Linked DNA regions of Sus scrofa: region 2 is linked to region 1. A link is a contact called in public Hi-C data. All regions are on one chromosome and are shown on one strand. Each heading gives the region's core, a stretch centred on a gene start, on an enhancer-like site or on the middle of the called end of the contact. The rest is flanking DNA. Distances are from core to core; before and after follow the strand shown.

Region 1 (5,546 bases), core at 1,077-3,576:
GTAGGTAGAATATCAGTGTTTGGACCTCATTGGGAGAAATCTTGTATTTTGCAACCTAAGGGAAAACATTGCGTTAAATAACAATAAGAAGATGTGGAAGAATTTCAGCTCCCTAAAAGGGCCTTCTTTCCAGGCCCAGGAAAAGGAGGCTTCCTTTCTCTTTAGAATATTCAGCATCAGAAAGCATTAGAGAGCGTTGTTCTAATTTTGAACACCACTTTTCTTATTGGCATTTTTTTCCTCCAGCTTCAACTGTTAGTTGAAGGGTTTCCGCTGTTAATATATTATTGGAGACTTAATTTCTACTGAGTCTCTTAAAAATTATTCAATCATTTTTTTTTTAAATTGAAAGGCAAGATGCATTCATTCTTAGGAAGTGTTACATGATTTTTTGGGACTAGATTCCGCTGTCGTTTTTACTCAAACATGCATTGAAATGGTTTGAAATAGTCTTGGCACCAGCCTGGTGAAATACTTGACAGTGAGACCGTTGCAGGAATGCGTTTTCGTTTATGCATCGTTATGCTGGTCCTGTCTCTCCCCTGCTGAGCCAACCAGCCTCTGAGTCTGTGGTTCGCAGCGTTAGATGCTCCAGGGCTGGATCTGGGGTGCGGGGATTTTCCGTGCTGAGTTCGGCTGCATTTCTAGCTTTTGCAAATAGATGGCACTTTTGACTTACCCAAGAGCAGCGACAGCCGCGCTCGGCACAGGGACCGCTCACAGAGGTCTCGGTGTGAGTCAGAACTGTATCTGTTACTCTTCTCGTGGGGGCTGGAGAGATTTAAATTCAGCCTCTCCGAAGACAGCAGTACTGTATCTCTTGTAACTGCTAAAACCTTAAACACACAGCTACCCCAGGTATGAAAATTAGCACATTTTATTATCTGTTTTTCTGAGTTTTACTCTGCGTCGGTGCATGGCCCTCTTTGGTCCGGAAGGGCAAGAGAAAAGGGTGTGATGAGAGTTTGCTTGGAAAGAGCATTGTGTGGGGCTGTGAATGTTTTCAGGGACGAATTTGATGCAAAAGGCCCTTGTGAATATCTTGGTTCCCTCCCCTTTTCTCCCATCTGCACACATGTGTGTGCAGGCGCGCGTGAGCGTGTACACACACACACACGCACACGCAGAGGAGGTTTACAGCCCCTCACGCACACAGAGGGGAAAAAAATCCGGCTGTTGTCTTGCAAGTGTTACTTATCATATTAATTAAAATCTGGTGACACGATAACACCACCAGCTGTGTGGGAAAGCGAGGGAAATTAACAAACGTTTGATTTGTTGTCTTGCTAATGTGACACTTATTATACAGGTCAGAGTAAAACAATACCTCAGCCAAAATATGCTAATGTGAGCGGAACTGTTGCAGTTGTGAAAACATTAGTGTTTATTATAATGAGGCAAAATAGCACGTTACCTTTGCGAGAATGCAGTGATCTCTGAATCTAACGGCATAACTAAATTTTTAAACGTTACGTTGTTGGAAATAAAAAAAAAATGCATTAAAAACTTTTCCTGGGTAAGTTTTGAAAAAATAATAGAACTTTTTAAAAATAATTTGAGCTCAAATAACACATACCTGCTCTTTAGTTTTGAATGCATTTTACTGGGGTGAGACTGAGTCCCTAGGACACACGCAAACTGCAAATGCTGTGGGTCCTTTATCACAGCATTTAGCCCAATGTCGAAAGACGGGGTGGGTTAAAATTGGGTATTACTTAAGGAGAAATAGCAAAGTCATTTATTCATCTAGGAGGTTATAAATGCCTCTGCTGAGAGTAACAGTTCGAGACTGTTCTTAAAAATACCGTGAACAGAAGAGTCTAATTTCAAAGGGATTTGTTACTGCCACGCACCCTTTCCTCCTGTTTGGCTCCATTCCCCCCTCCCCCGCACATCCTGCAATGAGAAACAAATGCAGACTTTTCCAAAACACCCGGCGGCGGCCAACTTTCCCCCTTTGGCCACTGAACTCTGTGTCTGTCTGTCTGGGCTGGGGTGATGCGAGGCGCCTCACTGGGGCATAATTTCTGGGCGATCCTCGGCAGCACTTTGCAGGTGCGTCTCATAAGAACACACTTGATTTTTACCTTCCCAGAGGTCCTCCACGCCAGCGCTGCTTCTCATCCTAGCCCCGTGTCTTCCTCCCCTTCTGGTGTTTGAGCACCGGGGGTGTGAAGTCCAACATTTGCTTGACAGTCTTTGACAGCAGATTATGTAGATTTTGCCCGAGAGAACACCCATCGTGGGCAACTGGATTTTGAGCTGCCCTCTAGATCTGAGGTCAGGCGATGGGGTCAGCGGAGGAGGAGGCGGGGACCATCTTCCCAGGGGGGACAGGATGCTGGGAGCCCAGGAAAGCGGCGGTGCCGCCCTTCCCTGGGACGGCTGAGTGAGTGTGCGGGCTCGGAACCTCTTGCTTCCCTGGCGCCCTGGCTGTGAACGCCTGGCACAAGCCCGGTCTAGAAGCCACACGAGGGACACCGTGTGCCGCTACCTGTGTCACCTGGAGTCTCAAGCCTCCCTTTGGGTCTCGGCTGTGATGAGAGCAGGGTCTAACTCGCGTCCCTGTAGATTCTGTTGGCAGAGGAAAAACTGTGTCTGTTTATCGCAATATCCTGAATAATCTCCTTCAAAAGCAAAGGTTGATCATTGAGTTGAAATGGCAATTTCCTAGTGCCAAGGGGCTCTGGTACAGTTTGGGCTCTAAGTTGTAACTTTAGAAATGCTGCCATATGATAACCGGCTTTGCTTTCAAGCGACAGATTTGAGCTCTGTCGAGAGGGGCCCTCGTCGCTGCTTAAGTCTATACAAATAAACACGAATGCTTCTGTGTGCGAGCGCGACGCCCGATTAGATTCAAAATGCGATCCTGTGTACACACGTTCTCAGCCATTAGGAGGTGATTCCCAGCTCTGTTCAAATTGACAGGGCATGGAGAGGTGAGCTCGCCAACAAAACTTCCTTTTCTCTACATCCAGTAGCTTTAATTAAGCCTGCAAGGCGGAACTGCCATTTCAAAACACAAAGACGTTTAACTCTGACTCCCCAAAATTAGTTTATTTAGCTTTGAAAGGATTTTTTGTGCATCTATGCTTTGAAGAGCTTGTTTTTTTCTAGACGTTAAATTATTAATGAACGAGCAAACGCAGTAAATCGGGGACAATAAGAAATGCTAGCGGCGGGGCTGCCAGATCCGCACTGGAGGCAGAAGGAAATTTCCAGTTGTCTTTAGGATTCCCTTGTCGCGCCTGCGGGATGCGCAGAGGTTGGCGAGCCAGCGTTTGTGCAGACAGCCCTGACCTCGGGAGCCTGGAGGGGACCCCGGTGCCTTCAGGGACGGGCAGAGAACCCAATCAATGCCACAGATTCCGAGTCTACTAACTAAACGTCATCCAAACGCCATCATGTCTATTAAAAAACACACTTAGCATTGATGAAAAGATCAAGGGATGTTATTTGATTAGGGAAGATGATTGAACTGGAAAATACACCCTGCCGGCAGCCTTACTAAGTAGTTTCCGAGTCTGACCTCCTCAGCGGGCCCTCGCCCACTCCACGGGGAAGCCGCAGCCAGCAGGGCCCTCCTCGCAGTGGCGCTGCGTGTCGGGGGGTCCCGCCGGCCCCGGGCCGGGCCGAGTCGGCCGGCTGTTAGGATGTGTGAGTGCATGCGAGAGCCAATGGCAGGCTGATGCCATCCGCTGAAACAAATGATTGCACGTCGCCCGGAGGACGGCTGCTGAGAGCTTGGTCTCTCTGGTCACCTCGTGCATGTGCTCTGTGCAAGCAAAGCCACAGGCCGCCGGGAATACTCCTGGGCAGGAGGCGTGCGGCTTTGCCTCCGAAGGGCAGGACGCCACGCGTGTGGACCGAGCCCTGTGACAGATTGCCACTGTCGTGGCTGAACTTGGAATTGCCCATAACAGCTGCAAGGGGCCGGTTTTCTCCATCTTGGGCGGGTGGTCAGGCAGCCTCGGGCGGATGGAGGCCCTGATCTGAAAGGAGAGAGCCCTTGCTTGTGTGTGTGTGTGTGTGTGTGTGTGTGTGTGTGTGCGCACACGTGTGTATGTGTCCCTTTTTTCTAACTTTCCCCCCCGGTTCTGTTCCCACCCTCCCTCTTTGACTCGATTAACTGCCTGGAAGGCCCCAGCCCTCCCACAGTGTTGCCTGCCCCCCACTTTGCTTTGGGGGTGCACGGAGCTGGTCCTTGAGATCCAGGCACGGTACCTCCTTGCCGTGACATTAATTGCTGTGACTGTGCTGGCATTCAGGTCGGTTGTTCTGTGCACGAGGCCTGCAATAGTTCATTCTCCCGACACAGCAGATTTTGTGTGGTTCGATCTGCGTAAAGAATGAGGAAAAACGTTATGAGAAAATAGACAAGATCCCAAGCTTTTGTCCCCGCCGGGGTGGCTGTCGCATCACAGAGCAGCTGTGGCTGCAGGGCTTAGACGAAGTGTTTGCAGTTTGGCCTCGATGCATTTAAAACTGTGGCACCAGACCAGGTGACACCAACCTGCTTTTGAATGTGGGAAACAGAGCTTTTGTGTAATTAACCGAGAAAACTCATTTCCGTTGTCCCTTTTCCCACAGCGACGCAAGGAGACGTTTCTGACGTTTTAAATGTTCACCACCTGCCACGGCAGCTCCCTGGTCCTCAGCTGACCTCCTTGTGTCTCAGCGGTGGTTGAAATGAGCGCAGGATCCCGGTCGCCCTGCCCCTGTGCCCTGGCGAGGTGGCATTAAGATATTATTTATTTCTTCCAACGCTCCGCAAATACTGGGGAGGGTGGGGTGTGGAGACAAGAAATTCAAAATATACCGTTTGGACTTTAAAGACAGTTTTTGAAAAAGAGCAGTTTCCATATATCAACACTTTTTGGTGTGATCCATGAAACATTTTGATATGATTTAGCAAAAACAGTTTTTGCATCAGGAACATTATAGCTATACCTCATCTGCATATGTAAAGATTGCAGAATGGAATCACATTAGGTATAAATTCAATGCCAAGAAAGGACACCCTTCGTTAATGGAACATTACAGTAGAAAATTCAGAAGCCGGCGTTGCGGTTCTCACAGCAGTTACAGCGGGGTCGCTGTGCGCGGTCGGCCTCGTGCGCGCGCGAGGGCGCCGCTGTAGGAGGGAGGCCCTGGCTCTTTGCTCAGCCCGACAACCGCAGGGAGGAAGGACCGGGGGCCCTGACTGAATTGCAAAATGTGATTTTTCTCAGTGGAATGACAGTTTGCTTTTCCAAACTGAAGCCGAGGGTAGATGGATCTTTTCTTGTTGAAAGAAGTGCCAGTTATGACACTGGCTAGACCATACGCCGCAGGAGGAGACGGGGGTCCCTGTCTGTCCGTGAGAGCGCGCATGCTGGCCGGGCAGTGGTGACTGGCCTGGGTTCTCCGTGCCAGCCGAGGAGATGTTGAGACTGGAAAGGTCCAGGCGGAAGGCGGCTGCTTTGTTCACAAATGGTGGGGACAGGTTCACAGAGCCGGCCTGGGTCCCGCATCCCCCGCCGCCCACCCACGCCGGTGCTGGCCTC
Region 2 (4,847 bases), core at 772-3,271, 340 kb after region 1:
TATTTGATGAGTTCACTATTAAATGCTGAATACCCTGAAATGAAAGCACTTTAATCTGCAGAGACCAATTTGTTCTTGCACTGCATACGGGAGCAAACCCTGCAATAAAAAAAAAATGCTAGAGTAATAATCATAGTCATTGAGAGGAAAGAAAGCATTATTCCTGTACCTTGGACAAGCAATAGAGTCAGGAAATTCACAACCTCAAGAATTTTCTTTTTAATGGAGAGGGGGAAAGGGGGAAAGGCTGCAGGTATTCACTGCCCAACAGACCTAAACATCCGCGCGGCTCCTCCTAAAATGGTCACCACCATCGTCATGTGTTTATCTCTCTTGTAAGGTAGTCAGTCCTGGCACTTTGGTTAGGCACCACTTCACCCACCAGCAAAGTCCTGAGCGCCTCCCTCTCTGGTGCACAGGCAGCATCCCTTCCTCCAAGAGGTCTAGGGAGGGGTGTTTGGACCCAGCCGCTCGTCTCCGAGTCTTCAGGCCACTTTAAAACCCTTCCGGTGGAGACGGCAGCACGAGCGCTGTGTTATTTGAGAATGCGTGTGCAAATTCTGTACTTCCCGGTATTGAGAACCCTTCGAGGATTAAGAACTATAACCCCAGGTGGATAATCATTCCAGAAAACGGGCATCTGTCCCTTAGTCCCAAGGCCCTGCTTTTCCGATTTGGGTTCGGGTGGCCCGGCTCCCTTCTCCAAGTTTTCCTAGTCCTTAGGCAAACATCTTGTTGGAAGATTCGCCGCAATGGCTAGGTCTCTCTTTTTTTTTTTTTTTTTTTTTTTTTTTTTGCGATTTCAAGAAACTTTTTCAACTGTTGTGGAGGAACTAGATTGCAGATGGTTGTTGTTTTCAAACCTTCCTAGAAATTCCTTTTCAGGAGGAAGAAGCCAAATTGAGAGGAGCACGTGGTTACAACCCCCAGGCTCATTGCAAGACCCCTCTCCAAAATAAAAGTTCAGGGCTAGAGCTAAAGCTGCCGTGGAGCCAAGCCCGACACAAATGCTCCCCCTTGACAGGATGCTTGCGGCCTGGATGTGGAGGCCCTGCCTACGAGAGGGGGCACTGGAGGACTTCTGCGCGGCGGCGGCGCAGCGCGCTTCCTTGGGAGGGTGGGGGACCGCGCCGTCCGAGCCTCGCGGGGAGGGGGGGGGGTCCCTCCAGTCGTGCACCTCAGAGGGTCTCCCCTGCTCCCAGGGGCGCGCCCTTGCTTCCCAGCCCTCGGGCCGAGGATCCCGCCTCGCCGGCAACTTTCCTCTCCCCCGCAGGAGCAGAGGAGGCAGGCGGGGGAGCGGAGGAGGCGCTGGGGCTCCTTTGCGCTCCTTTAAACAAGGTTCGGGGCTGCATTCCCCCCAGGCCTCACCCGCACCCCCGCCCCGCATAATTCTTTCTCCGTCTCCGCTTTTAAACCCGATCGCTCGTCGCTCGGAGCGCGCGGGCGGGGAGAGGCGAGGAGGGTGCGCTCGGGTTCGCCGCCGCCGCCGCGCGCGCTCAGGAAGCAGCGTGGCTGTGACCCCCTCCCGGGCCTGCCTTCCCCCTCCTTCCTCCCCTCCTCCCCGCTCTGCCGCCCGCGCCCGGTGCACCTACTCCCTCCCCACGTCACTCGCCAGCGCGCCATGCAAATCACCGCCGCCGCCGGCTCCCATTGGCCGCGGCGCGCTCATTTAATGGCAGCCCGGGCCCGGCGTATGGCTGCTGGGCCCCGCGCGCCGCCGGCCCCGCGTGCGCCTCCGCTCCGAGCGCACGGCCCCGGGCAGGCAGCGGGCAGCCCGTACCGGGCTCGGCCGCCTGCTCTCTGGCCCTCTCCGCGCGCCTGCGCCCCCTCAGCTGCCCCTGGCCCCCCTCCCCGGCGGCGCCGCGATCGCCCCCCCCCGCCCCCCTCCGCTCCCCCCCTCGGCGCCTCGCTCCCCCCGGGCACCTGGGACCCGCACATGCCCAGCGCACGCGGCGCGCCGCCCTGCTAGAAGTTGCAGCCCCGGAGTTGGAGGCCGCCGCCGAGGACCGAGCGCTGGAGAAAGGAGGCAGCGCGGCGGCGGGCGAGGAGGAGGCGGCGGCGAGCCCCCGGCCGGGCCCCGCGCACCGCTCGCATCCCGCGAAGTGGAGCTGCAACTTGGCCACGACCGCACCTGTTTGCACCACTCCGCCGAAGGCGACCCGGCTGCGGCGGCGGTGACGACGGCGACCCCGGCCCTCGACCTCTTTAGCAAGTGGTTTGCGCCGGAGAGAAACTTTGCGCCTGCGAGCCGGACCGGCGCCGAGTGTGTGTGTTCCTGCCTCCTTTTTTTTCGCGGTCGCCTCCACCTCTCCCCAGCCTCCTCTCTGCCCGGACCTCTCCCCCCTACCTACATCTCGCTCCGTCTGAGCCCCTCTCCATCCCCCCGCCCCCCGGCCGTCTATGCTCCGGGCCCTCTCCGCGCGGTGCCGGTGAACCCGTGAGCCGCCCCGATGTACAGCATGATGATGGAGACCGACCTGCACTCGCCCGGCGGCGCCCAGGCCCCCACGAACCTGTCGGGCCCGGCCGGGGCGGGCGGGGGCGGAGGTGGCGGCGGCGGGGGCGCCAAGGCCAACCAGGACCGGGTCAAGCGGCCCATGAACGCCTTCATGGTGTGGTCCCGCGGACAGCGGCGCAAGATGGCCCAGGAGAACCCGAAGATGCACAACTCGGAGATCAGCAAGCGCCTGGGTGCCGAGTGGAAGGTCATGTCCGAGGCCGAGAAGCGGCCGTTCATCGACGAGGCCAAGCGACTGCGCGCCCTGCACATGAAGGAGCACCCGGATTACAAGTACCGGCCGCGCCGCAAGACCAAGACGCTGCTCAAGAAGGACAAGTACTCGCTGGCCGGCGGGCTGCTGGCGGCCGGCGCGGGCGGCGGCGGTGCGGCCGTGGCCATGGGCGTGGGTGTGGGCGCCGCGGCCGTGGGCCAGCGCCTCGAGAGCCCGGGCGGCGCGGCGGGCGGCGGCTACGCGCACGTCAACGGCTGGGCCAACGGCGCCTACCCCGGCTCGGTGGCGGCGGCGGCGGCCGCCGCAGCCATGATGCAGGAGGCGCAGCTGGCCTACGGGCAGCACCCCGGCGCGGGCGGCGCGCACCCGCACGCGCACCCGGCGCACCCGCACCCGCACCACCCGCACGCGCACCCGCACAACCCGCAGCCCATGCACCGCTACGACATGGGCGCGCTGCAGTACAGCCCCATCTCCAACTCCCAGGGCTACATGAGCGCCTCGCCCTCGGGCTACGGCGGCCTCCCCTACGGCGCCGCGGCCGCCGCCGCCGCCGCCGCGGGCGGCGCGCACCAGAACTCGGCCGTGGCGGCGGCGGCGGCAGCGGCGGCCGCGTCGTCCGGCGCCCTGGGCGCGCTCGGCTCGCTGGTCAAGTCGGAGCCGAGTGGCAGCCCGCCGGCCCCGGCGCACTCGCGGGCGCCGTGCCCCGGGGACCTGCGCGAGATGATCAGCATGTACTTGCCGGCTGGCGAGGGCGGCGACCCGGCGGCGGCGGCGGCCGCCGCGGCGCAGAGCCGGCTGCACTCGCTACCGCAGCACTACCAGGGCGCGGGCGCCGGCGTCAACGGCACGGTGCCCCTGACGCACATTTAGGGACGCGGGCCACCCTGCGGCCGGCGACGCGCGCCCGGAGCCTCCGGCCCGGCCCGGCGCGGCCTTGCTTTTGTACCGACGTTTCTGCGTTCTTGTAAAAAGGGAAGCGCTGGCGCGGCACACCAGCTGACACGCGCACCCCCTTACCGGGAGCTCCGGGGGACCGCTCGGCGGGACAGCTGTGCGTTTAAGACTGAACTTCGGTGTTTCTTGAGACTTTTTGTACAGTATTTATCTTCCGCGGAGGAGGCAGAAAGCGTTTTCTTTGCTCGAGGGGACACAAAGACCAAACCAAGGGAGGCGACTCCAACTTTTCTACCGCGGCCGCGCGCCAGCTCTCACCCCGCGTCGCTTCTTGGCGGTCGGGTGCCAGGGAGCCGGCGAGCTGTTCGCATTGGTTATCAATAGAGGAAGGCAGAGCCAACCCCGAGTTTTTTGTAGTTGTTACCGCTTTTTTGGGTTGGTGTGTTAATTTATACAGCGATTCCCCCCACCCACCCCGTTCAGACGGCAGCGTTATTTTGGGTTTTGTAAAACTTTCTGTATCTGAGTATTTCCCTTTTTTGGTTTTGTTTTGTAATATTTCATGTAAATGCATTGTGGAAATTTTCTTTTAGGCGTTGCGGTGTGGGGAGGGGGATTCGGATTATGTACAGAGTTTCCTAAAAAGCTTTTCTTCTAAAAACGAAAAAAGAACCCCACCCCCAAAATGCATCAGCTTTGAGTCAATAAATTTAAGAGAGAAAAGCCCGGTTTTTTTTCCCCATAAACCTGAAACGTGCTCGATTTATGTTCATGTTTTAGGAGCCGAGAATGCAATTAGTAAATCTGACAGAAGAGGAAGAAAAATGATCAACATGAAGTAAATAAATAGAACGGAGGGGGCCCCTGGGGAGAGGGTACCATTTGCACGGAACTGCCTTCAGAGGAAGCGAAGGAAGTTAAAATCGATTGGTTGTTTTGTAGCGGTTACGGTGTTATTAGGGAATGAGAAGTAATTGTCCCCCTCACCCCAAAAAAATAGTTCTGTAGGCTGGCCCTTGGGCGTGTAGTTTTTAACTGCCGGCCACCGCCGGTGGGCTTTGCGATCCCTTGCTGCGGGCTTTGCCTCTGCCAGCTGGCCCGGGACCTGCGCGCGGTTTGGTCCGGAGGAGAACAGAGACCCCAAGGGCGGGACCGAGCTATGGATGGATGACAAAGACCACGGCGGGGGCGCGGGAGCCCCCAATTCCTCTGCAATTA

The links. Hi-C and Micro-C count contacts between places; a contact is called where the count stands out from the background.
Region 2: a Hi-C map of epiblast stem cells shows a contact between it and region 1, with 2.2 times the contacts expected there. The contact joins the promoter of SOX1 here to the enhancer-like site in region 1. A contact is called at or near these places in 5 of 47 Hi-C or Micro-C datasets (embryonic fibroblasts, epiblast stem cells, fetal heart ventricle and 2 more).

The regions. Positions count from the first base shown.
Region 1 is chr11:77,646,170-77,651,715 of Sscrofa11.1, forward strand. No RefSeq gene overlaps it. Among named protein-coding and RNA genes, the nearest start is that of TEX29, 120 kb to the left of the region's middle. Within about 2 kb of position 2,327, at least 2 of the 83 cell types and tissues checked have an H3K27ac peak or open chromatin away from gene starts, as enhancers often do. A contact at or near this core is called in epiblast stem cells, where this site is marked.
Region 2 is chr11:77,983,750-77,988,596 of Sscrofa11.1, forward strand. It overlaps SOX1 (transcription factor SOX-1), which reads left to right and starts at 2,022. Exons shown (of 1, transcript XM_021065935.1): 1 at 2,022-4,847. The coding sequence starts at 2,451. The coding sequence ends at 3,605.